Linked DNA regions of Mus musculus: region 2 is linked to region 1. A link is a contact called in public Hi-C data. All regions are on one chromosome and are shown on one strand. The core of a region is the stretch at or near the end of the contact, and the rest is flanking DNA. Distances in the headings are between cores, read along the strand shown. Region 1 overlaps Rorb (RAR-related orphan receptor beta). Region 2 holds the start of Rorb (RAR-related orphan receptor beta).

Region 1 (4,836 bases), core at 1,895-4,394:
TTTCCAGCCTTCTCCTCCCATTCACAGGAAAATACACTCCCAGGATGTTTCTATGTAGCTGACAGAATTTAGAGCTATTTGTATCTGTTGATTTTCGAAGTCTGAGAGATGCCTTGGGCTTTTGCATGGATTTTAGAGAAACTTCCTTTGTCACTCCCTGGTAAGCACACCCACAATAAGAAAGCATGGCTGCCTTAGAATGTTCCAAGGATGATCTGAGAATCTTCCCATGTGCAGTGAAAATTTATAACATAGGAAGAACACATTGTAAAGAGGTATAACAAAAACGTTTATGTTTGATGGGTGGATTAGTGGTATAAGATTAGAGGTATTTTATCTTTGCTCATTCATAAGAACTTAAGTGGGAAAACTTGACAGCAACACTAAAGAGGGCTTTATAGGCACATCTTTCATTTTTACTTATGAAAATTACAAAAAGCTGTGACACGTGATTTTAAGATAACTATGGATCACTGACTTCACACTTGGAAATAAAATCAAATATATAACTAGCTTGTGTAATAAAGTTTTCCACTTACCCAAGTGGAATTCTTTAGAATTCTTTAAATTCTTTAGATCAATTACATACCAAAAAAGAAACCAGAAACAAAAACAATACAAAACAAAACAAAACAAAAACCTTCTCAACTGATGGTCTATCCTGGTTTAGATACTTGAAATAGCATCTTGTTTTTTTCGGTTTAAAGCAGGGAAGCAGGGCTAGAGAGAAAGCTCGGCAGTTAAGAGCACATGATACTCTTGCAGAGGACCTGGATTCAGCAGTAGAACCCTTGGAGTTCTAGAGCCATTTCTGACCTTAGAAGGTACTAGGCATGAAGGTGGCACACATACATACATGCAGGCCAAACCTTCAAACACATAAAATAAATAAATCAAGCAATTTAATGAGAGGGGTCCACAAAGAAGATGGAGTATGCAGAATAAAAAGAGAAAATGGGGAGAAAGAATATTAAATGACATTTTCCTGTAAGACAGCAAGCAGAGGCAGGTACTGTTTTTAACAGACTACCCGTATGAGTTCATGAAAGACCTCAGAAATACAAGAACTAACTTTCTTTACCCCTTTTTGAGACATTAAAATACCAGCTGCTCTAATATTTGGATAACTGAAGAGACAAAGAGTTCAAAATGTCCCGTTCTCTCAGTTTTCTGGAAGACACTCAACTGACTGCATAATTCCAAACCAGCTGCTTGGCCTGCCTGTTCTGCGATGATATGACCAAGTCACTAAGTCTTAAGACTTAAGTCTAAGGTTCCCTCAGTGGGCTGTATAGCTAGAGTTGTTTATTATGTTGTTTCTGCAGCTTGAAAAGAGAAACTACAAAGCAGAGACACCAGCTGATGGGCCCAAGGTCATTCGGTGACTAGCAACAAGGACACAGTTTAACACTTGCCATTCAAAAGGCGTTCAACTGGCTAAAAGAGAAGGATGTTTGAAATTCCCTAGACGTGTTGAGCATTCCCAGAATTCACCAGGAACCATTCTCATAGCGAATCTTGAGTTTTGATGGTTTGCACGCTGTTCACTACTAAACTGATTTCTAGCTACCACTTAGTAAAAGCACAACAGACAGGATTGGTGCTGAGCTTAGAGAGAGAAAGTGAGTTCTAAGGACTTAAGCCACTGACTTCAGGTTCCCAAACTATGTGAGAACTGAGCTAGGAACACAAGCACCTTTATCCCCCAAATGCGATGCTGTCTTCAGAGTATCAGGCTGCCTTCTTCATCACTGCATCTTCCCCATGCTCTCTGCCACCACACCCTAACCCCCAAAAGTATTTCTCTTTGCGCGTTTGAAGAATAAAGTCTAGATTCTCTCACTTATGGAGCTGGCAAAGACAATGAGACATCAATATAGGTAGCACCTAAAAAGAAGGAAAAGACTTTTTTTTTCTCCACTGGGCTGTCTTGTTTCTATGTGCAATAGTTTCTCCTTTCCATGTTTGCCCACTCAAATAAAAAAGAAAAGAAAAAGTCCTCCTGTATTTCCTGAAACTTGAAAAAAATCTCATTTTTTTCCCTTTACACGCAACCCTCAGTTCTAGTGAACTATAAAAGAATCTTCAAGCAGGTGTTTGTTTTCTTTAAAACAAGAATGACATTTTACTTTAGTCTTTCTGCTTCAGAAGTAAGCATTTTATTCATTAGTTCAAAATGAAACATTTTTCAAAGGGCTTCTTTGCTGACTAGCTTTGAGCCATTTGAAGTTTTAAATGTCATTTGATGAAGTTGAGAAGTACGGATACAGAAATAACAAAGATCATTGTTAACTGGTGAATACACAGCATCCTTGTTTGCAGGAAGCTCCTTCAATAATCCTGAAAGAGCTAAAGGAAGTGTTACTAGAAAGTTCTCTCTATATTGCTCACGGTTTACTAACTTGATCTAAAAAATCGAAGGTGAATAAAATACTACATTAGAACTTAAAGAACAGGGAAGAAATTTGCAAGAGTTTATCTATGTGGCCTTTTCATGGATGATAGTATGCTGGTTTAATGAAAAAAAAATGTTGTACATCAGTTACTGATAATAACTCTTAGATTCTAAATGATTGTTATTGAATTATTAAAATTAGTGTGCAAATACAGCCATGAGACTAGATACAAGCATAATGTCCGATATGCTTCATAAACTAATTCTGAGTGGCTCATGGGGAAAGATGACAACGAAAAACACGCACACACAAATAAACAGGATCACAGGAAAGCGTTAACTAGTAAAGAAGTGCTTCAGCCATAATTAATAGCTTGGTCCTCAGAGTCAGATAATACTGGGTAGGAATCTAAGCTTATCCAGCTGGGTGACCTTGAACAAGTTTTTTTCTAGGCTCCCTGATCCCTCCACCACGAATGAAAAAGGCGTAATAAAGAACAGCTCCCTCAAAGAAGATGGTGGCTGCAATGTCTCTCTCAATGTACTCTATGCAGTCACAGAAACAAAACTGCCCTACACTCCCCTTCCCACTGGCAATTGTATTGAACTATAAACAGGGAAGCTGAATTGAACCTCTACGAGGCTAGAAAAGCCAACTTACATTTAAAACAAATCCTAGAGAATGCTGAGACAATGCCTTCCATGTTTGTCTCTAGCTAATAAAGAAGTGATCCATTAATCTAGGGCAGAATGGAACCAAATACTCATAATAACACGCAGTTATTTTGGTTTTTATGATTGTTTTGCAGCAGATGGACTGGAGTTGGGAGAAAAGGTCAAAGAAACAGAAATGTTGTGGTTTTCTGTAGTTGTTGTTTGTCGTTTTGTTGTGTTTGGGGATGGGTTGTTTTGTTGTTTTGTTTTGTTTCCTGTGAGTAACTCCCATGACGACTTCCCGAGAATGGCTCACACAGAGAATTTTCTTTATTAGTTCAGCCCATGAATAGCTGAGGGTTGGAGAGTCAGAAGTGCAGTAAGATGAGTAAGGAGAGCCAGCACCAGATTTCAGGAAAAGAGAAGAGGAGCCACTTCAAGCACATCCCAAGAAACCTAAAGTTTTGTAGCTAACACCTGTTGCCTCAGCTTACTCCACCCCAAATAAATTTTCTAAAGGAAAACAAAGTTTTCTTCTTGTCTCAGCCCATTCAAGTCACAAATATGAAAGGCTATCTTAAAGGAACGTAGAACAGCTTAGTTTGGTTTGAGTCACAGCTTCTTAGAGTCACAAGTGGCCAAAGAGGGATCCTGGGGGAAAAGGGAGTTTTAATCAAGTCCACATCTTCTTGCAGCAGTATCACAAACCAGGTATCTTCTACTGAAAAAAGAAAAAGAAAGAAATGAAACAAAGAGAGAGAGAGAGAGAGAGAGAGAGAGAGAGAGAGAGAGAGAGAAGAAGGAAGGAAGGAAGGAAGGAAGGGAGGGAGGGAGGGAGGGAGGGAGGGAGAGAGAGAGAGAAAGAAAGGAAGGAAGGAAGGAAGGAAGGAAGGAAGGAAGGAAGGAAGGAAGGAAGAAAGAAAGAAAGAAAGAAGAAAAAGAAATCTCAGAAGTCTATATTGACAAACAAACAAAAAATAACTTTATGTATTTAATTCTCACATGTTACAACAGGATTATATTGCCAAGGCCTTTTTCAATATATGTGTGGGTGTTTTCCCTACACATATGCCTGAGGAGGTCAACAAACGTGGCTCAGTTTGTTCATTAGCAGAAATGAAGAACTACATCCATATCAAAGGTTTGAATGATTAGTAAATAGATTAATATCCATAATAATTCATGTGAGTTTCTAACAAATGTGTTTGTTCAATCAACAAAGACAGACCTAAAAAAAAACAAAAAACAAAAACAAACAAAAAACCATACTGGAGATTTTTTTATATGCAAAAATTAGAGCATAATATATTATTACATTATTTGTCTTTTGTCACTTAAAATAATTTTACTTTTGGGTTAGAGAGATGGCTCAGCGGTTAAGAGCACTGACTGTTCTACCAGAGGTCCTGAGTTCAATTCCCAGCAGCCACTGGGTGATTCACAACCATCTGTAATGAGATCTGATTCCCCTTTTCTGGTGTGCCGGAAGACAGCAACAGTACACTCATATAAATAAAAATAAGAAAAAATTTCACTATTAGTACAGTATACCTTTTTATTTTCATAGCTGTGCATTATTTCATTGTCTAACTCTACAATAATTGACTATTGAGGATCATTTAAATTTTTCTAGTCTTTTAATTTTATTAACAATGCCTCAACAAAGAAACTCAAAAATATCCCACTTTGATGCTATGCAGAAAAATTTGCAGTGAAAAAAAAAAAAAAAAAAAAAGCAAAGGGCATTAACTACTTAGGCCAAACTCTAGGGGTCAGAGATCACCAAG
Region 2 (4,609 bases), core at 84-2,583, 38 kb before region 1:
TACAACATATTACATATTATTACATATTACCCAAAGCAGCATGAATAAATACTGGCAAAAAAAAAAAAAAGTCGAGTTATTTGGGTATGGAGAATGTTGGGGAGGCTCACTTTTAGAATGACTGTGACACGGAGTCCTGTCTCTGTGCTTTCAAAATGATCAAGCAAACTTTTGCACTTCCTGTCTCATGATGCTCAATTCACCAAAGTTTCCAAGCAGTACCTAACTACACGGAAGGAAATCGATGCCATGCTTCTATAGTGTGTGTTTGTTTCATCTACAAAGAATGAAACCATGCCAAAAAAAGAACAAGTTTGGATACCTGTGCTTCATTTTGTTTTGTTTTCTCTTTCAGAATACAGGTAAATTGTCAATAGATGACAAATTTCTTGTAAAGAATGCAGTCTCATGACCTTCGTTTTAGTACCAAACTCTCCTAAGCAGGTGTCTCTGGGGAGCTACTAGCCAAGAGTCTTGCTCTTTAAACCTTCACCAACTGAACAGAACCACACAGTCTTGCCTTCTAGTCTAGGCTCTCTGCCAAGTGTCCCGTCACTAAAGTGACAAATAAAAAGGCAAATGAGCCTGTCCTTAAGTCCTGCAACCAGGGTCAAAGGGTTTCCAAATGCTAAAGAAACCCTTGTCCTTGGCAAAGGAACCTGGGACTACTGAGAAAGGAAGAAGAGAGAAAGGGAAGGGAGAGAGAGGAGGGGAGGAAGGGAGGACCTGAGGCTCAGCATTAGTTAGTTAAAGTTAGAGTGAGGGGTGGGGAGCATTTGAACAGTCTTTAAAAGAAGCTGCACAGAACTAGAGGGGTGTGGTTTTGTAGTCTACCGCTACAGCAGAAGCGTCTGACAAGGTAAACACTCTGCCAGAGGAGCCTGCATTATGGAACAGGGACGCTTCAAAGCGCTGTCGTAGTGTACAAAACTCTTTTGGGACTCTTGCAGTAAGAGGGAATGAGAGTGCAGCCCAGCGGTTCGCCTAGACTCTTCCCTCCAAAGACCTGACTGACCAGTGTCCCTTTCTAATTACTGGAGTCAGAAGTGAACGTCACTCTCACATCTGCCTCACTCTCCAGGGCGCGCTAAGCTTGGCCCAGATCAGACCTCAGATAGGACCTTCTCTAATTCCCAGTCTGGGTCCGCACATCCTGGGACGCCAGAGTCCCTAGCCCCGCCCCCTGTCCCCAAGAGCGTCCCCTCCCCCGCCTCCCCAGACTCTCCACGCGCTGCGGGACGCTGATTGGCCATGGTGCTGACAGGAGGCGGGGCCAGGAAGTCCGGCCAAACCCGCCCTCGCGTATAAGCCTCTTCTGCGCTCGCTCTCTCCACCTCTCTCCTCTTTCTCTCTCGCTCCCTTCGTCTCTGCAACTGAACAGTGAAAATTCACATTGTGGATCCGCTAACAGGCACAGATGTCATGTGAAAACGCACATGCTCTGCAATCCATGCCGCCTTTCTTTCTTTTCTGTTTCCTTTTTTTCCCCCTTGATAATTCTCCCTCTTCTTTGTAACTAACAAAACCACCACCAACTCCTCCTCCTGCCGCTGCCCTCCTCCTCCTCCTCAGTCTAAGTGATCACAAAAGAAATCTCCGAGCCCCGAGGCGGTGGCATTTTTTTTTTTTAAAGCAAGCACATTGGAGAGAAAGAAAAAAAGAAACAAACAAACAAACAAAAGCAAAACAAAACCCAGGCACCAGCAGCTAGGACATTTTTTTTCCACTCTGCCTGAAAACAAACAAACAGCCATCAGAAACAGTCATCAGCAACAGCATCAAAACTGTTAGCTTAGCGGCGGCGGCCACCGTCACCCTGTGGCCACGACATCTGCCTAAAGGGATGCTTCTCTCAGCGGAGCAGCTCTTCGCCGACCGCCTTCTTCCCTCGTGCTGAGCGGAATTTTTGGGTTCTCTGGGGTTCGGGCTGGGAGCTTCATGACTACGCGGAGCAGGACAGCGGCCACATCATGCGAGGTAAGCGAGCCCGCGGGCGGGCGCCCAGAGCAGGACAACTCTAGCTAGACCGGGAGCTTTGGGGGAGGGGAGAGCTCTCGGCCCAAGGGAAGAGAGATTGGCTACTCGAGGCTCCCCGAGTTCGGTTCGCAGGTGGGACTGCAAATGGCCTGGGCTTGGAAAGTTGTGGGAAGGTGTGGAAGGCTCGGGGATTTTGGCAGGACGCTGAAGGGCGCATTTTTTGGAGACCAGGACAGTGCTAATCGCGCCTCCCAGTTCTGGATTTGAATCTTTTCTGCGCGTCGCTCTCCGGTGCGCCACAGGACACGGGATAGAGAGCAGGAAGTCGGGTGACTTTGGGTAGAAGAGGCTGGCAGCTCGCATCCCGCCGTGGTCGCTAGCCATAGGTGAACTCCCTGGCATAAGTGGGGATCACACTGGCCCAGGCTGCCAGATGCAGGAGCAGTCTATAAGCGCGTCTCTTTCTAGAAATAGTAAACACGGTATGCTCCCGAGAACCGGGAAGCAGATGCTTACGTCTGGACCTTCCTTGGGTCCCCTCTTCCCCGTTCTGCTTCACTCTGGATAGGCCGACCCCCCTCTCGCCCTAACACTCCCCCCCCCAAAAAAAAAGTTGGTAGGAGAAAGTTCTGGAGAGTGAAGGCCATACTACTCACATCGGAGAAAACAGGGTCTCAAGCTCTTTTGTGGGATAAAGGACCAAAATAGAAGCTAATACTAAGTGCACCTTCTGGATAGAACCACCACTGTCAATGTTGGTGCTATCTCAGGGACAAGTGGCCCTCAGGGAAGACAGAGCTCAGTCTCCTGCTCTGACTCCAAAACTGGGAGCTACCTGAGCAGCTGGCCAGAGGGCATGAGGAGTCAGTTTGTAGATCTCAGTGGTACAAGTTTCTTGCTTTCTCACTTTACAGTGGGGCACAATTTCTTCTTTTCTTAAAGAGGCCACCACCGGGTGCCCTCCTAACTTGGACATCTGAGTATGTCTGGACACCCAGCCCCTAAATCCAAGCTTCTCTTCTTTGATGTATTGCGTTCCTATGGTGGCTTTTCTCTCTGATTCACAAGTTCCTCCGGAGCAAAAATAAGCAAGCGACAGTCAACTCTGAACCTTCTTGCATCTTGGACGGAAGTGCTTTTGAGCAGGACACTGTTTAGAACAGGGCCCAAAAATACCCATCTCCATCTACCGGGCTGCCTACTCTGGTGCACTTAGGGAGGAGTGGGCATGACCCTCACCCTGGTCGTTATTGAGGAGCCCTAGGCCTGTCTTGACCTTGAAAGCACAGCGTGAGCCCTGGTGTTTGTAGAACAAGGCAGGACAAAAAAGGATGGAGAAAAGCTGATCATTACCCATGGGGATGGAGGAATAAGTCTCTAGATAAAGGACAAAGGTGTCTGGGTGAGTGTCTTGATTGACCTGCGAGCACTGGAAGTTAGAATCTCTGTGTGCTTGTGCACAGTGACAACAGCTGATTGTCCCAGTCACGGGATCGTCACATGCTCCACTATCCAGATTCTTTCCAGAAACTGTAGTACAGAAACTGGTGGGCAGAGCGCCTTTCCTTAGCGAGAACTTGGATTTTCTTGTTTCTCTTTTTCTGACTCACCTCAGGATCTCACACACTTTCCTTTCCTTTCGGTTTCCTTCACTTCCATCTGAAGCTGCCAGTTAGCAGTTTGACTTTTTCTTCTCCCCCACCCTCCAGCAATACCCCTCCCATGACTAAGTTCAAGCTATCTGAGGGTCAGAAGCCACGTGCCACAGCAGTTGGTCCCCTGCACTAAAGGCTGGAGCTGCTTAAGCTCTTAAGCTACAGTGTCAAGCAGAGCGCAGCTTCCCAGCGCTTCACCTTGATCTTGCTGTTCCTGTGGCTTTACTGCCGGTCTCCCCTTAGAGACACCTGGCTGCAGCCAGCTTGAAGGATTTAAGACAAGGACTAGTGCCCTGTTTATATTAAATTAGATATTCACATGAACCCACATCTTTGTCTCAGAGAACACCAAGCTCACCAGACTGCCCAGGACAGTTCACCAGCTCTAACCCAAGATGACTCTCCGGAGGTGACTGGAGGAAACTACTGGTAGAGAAGTCATTGGTCTCTAGCCCTTTGCCTCTCCTCTCCTGACCTCACACTGTCCCATTCGCTTTCTCTGCAGTCAAAGAATTATCCTATCCCAACCTAAGTGGCTGGCTGTTCCTTAAAGATGAAATAAGAAGTCCCTTCAAGGTTCAGTGGCCGGTATTCCACAGGGAAAGGATATAGGGTGCAAGAAGAGCCAAGCTATCCAGAAGTCATCTAATAGTTGAACTTGAACTTCAATTAAGAGGTGGTGGGGGTGGGGAGCATCAAATTCTCTATCCCTTTGTGCGGGGGCTGTTAAGCTGAGCATATTGGAACTGATTCTGCTAGGGGAGGAGCTGGTATTAAACTTGGCTTTGCCCTTTGCTTGTAAGCATGTCATCTACTCCATACACCATGCCCTGCCCTGCCATTTCTCACACTGTCTCCACTTCCATGTGGTCCTGTCAGAACTTTGGCTCCGACGTTTGCTTCTGGCAATGGCAACTGTCCTAAGTCAGGTCAACTTGCCAGACACAAACCGTGTCTAGGATTGAGCAGTCTCCCTG

The links. Hi-C and Micro-C count contacts between places; a contact is called where the count stands out from the background.
Region 2: a Hi-C map of uterus shows a contact between it and region 1, with 2.4 times the contacts expected there. A contact is called at or near these places in 3 of 39 promoter capture datasets (embryonic stem cells, pre-B cells and stem cell-derived epiblast-like cells), 3 of 484 Hi-C or Micro-C datasets (nephron progenitors and uterus), 1 of 130 datasets of targeted methods (embryonic stem cells) and 2 of 9 other capture datasets (adipose tissue and liver).

What each region holds. Positions count from the first base shown.
Region 1 is chr19:19,071,504-19,076,339 of GRCm38.p6, reverse strand. The region is part of intron 1 of Rorb (RAR-related orphan receptor beta); the gene reads left to right. Among named protein-coding and RNA genes, the nearest start is that of Rorb, 37 kb to the left of the region's middle.
Region 2 is chr19:19,107,920-19,112,528 of GRCm38.p6, reverse strand. Rorb (RAR-related orphan receptor beta) reads left to right here and starts at 1,333. Exons shown (of 10, transcript NM_001043354.2): 1 at 1,333-1,977. The coding sequence starts at 1,971.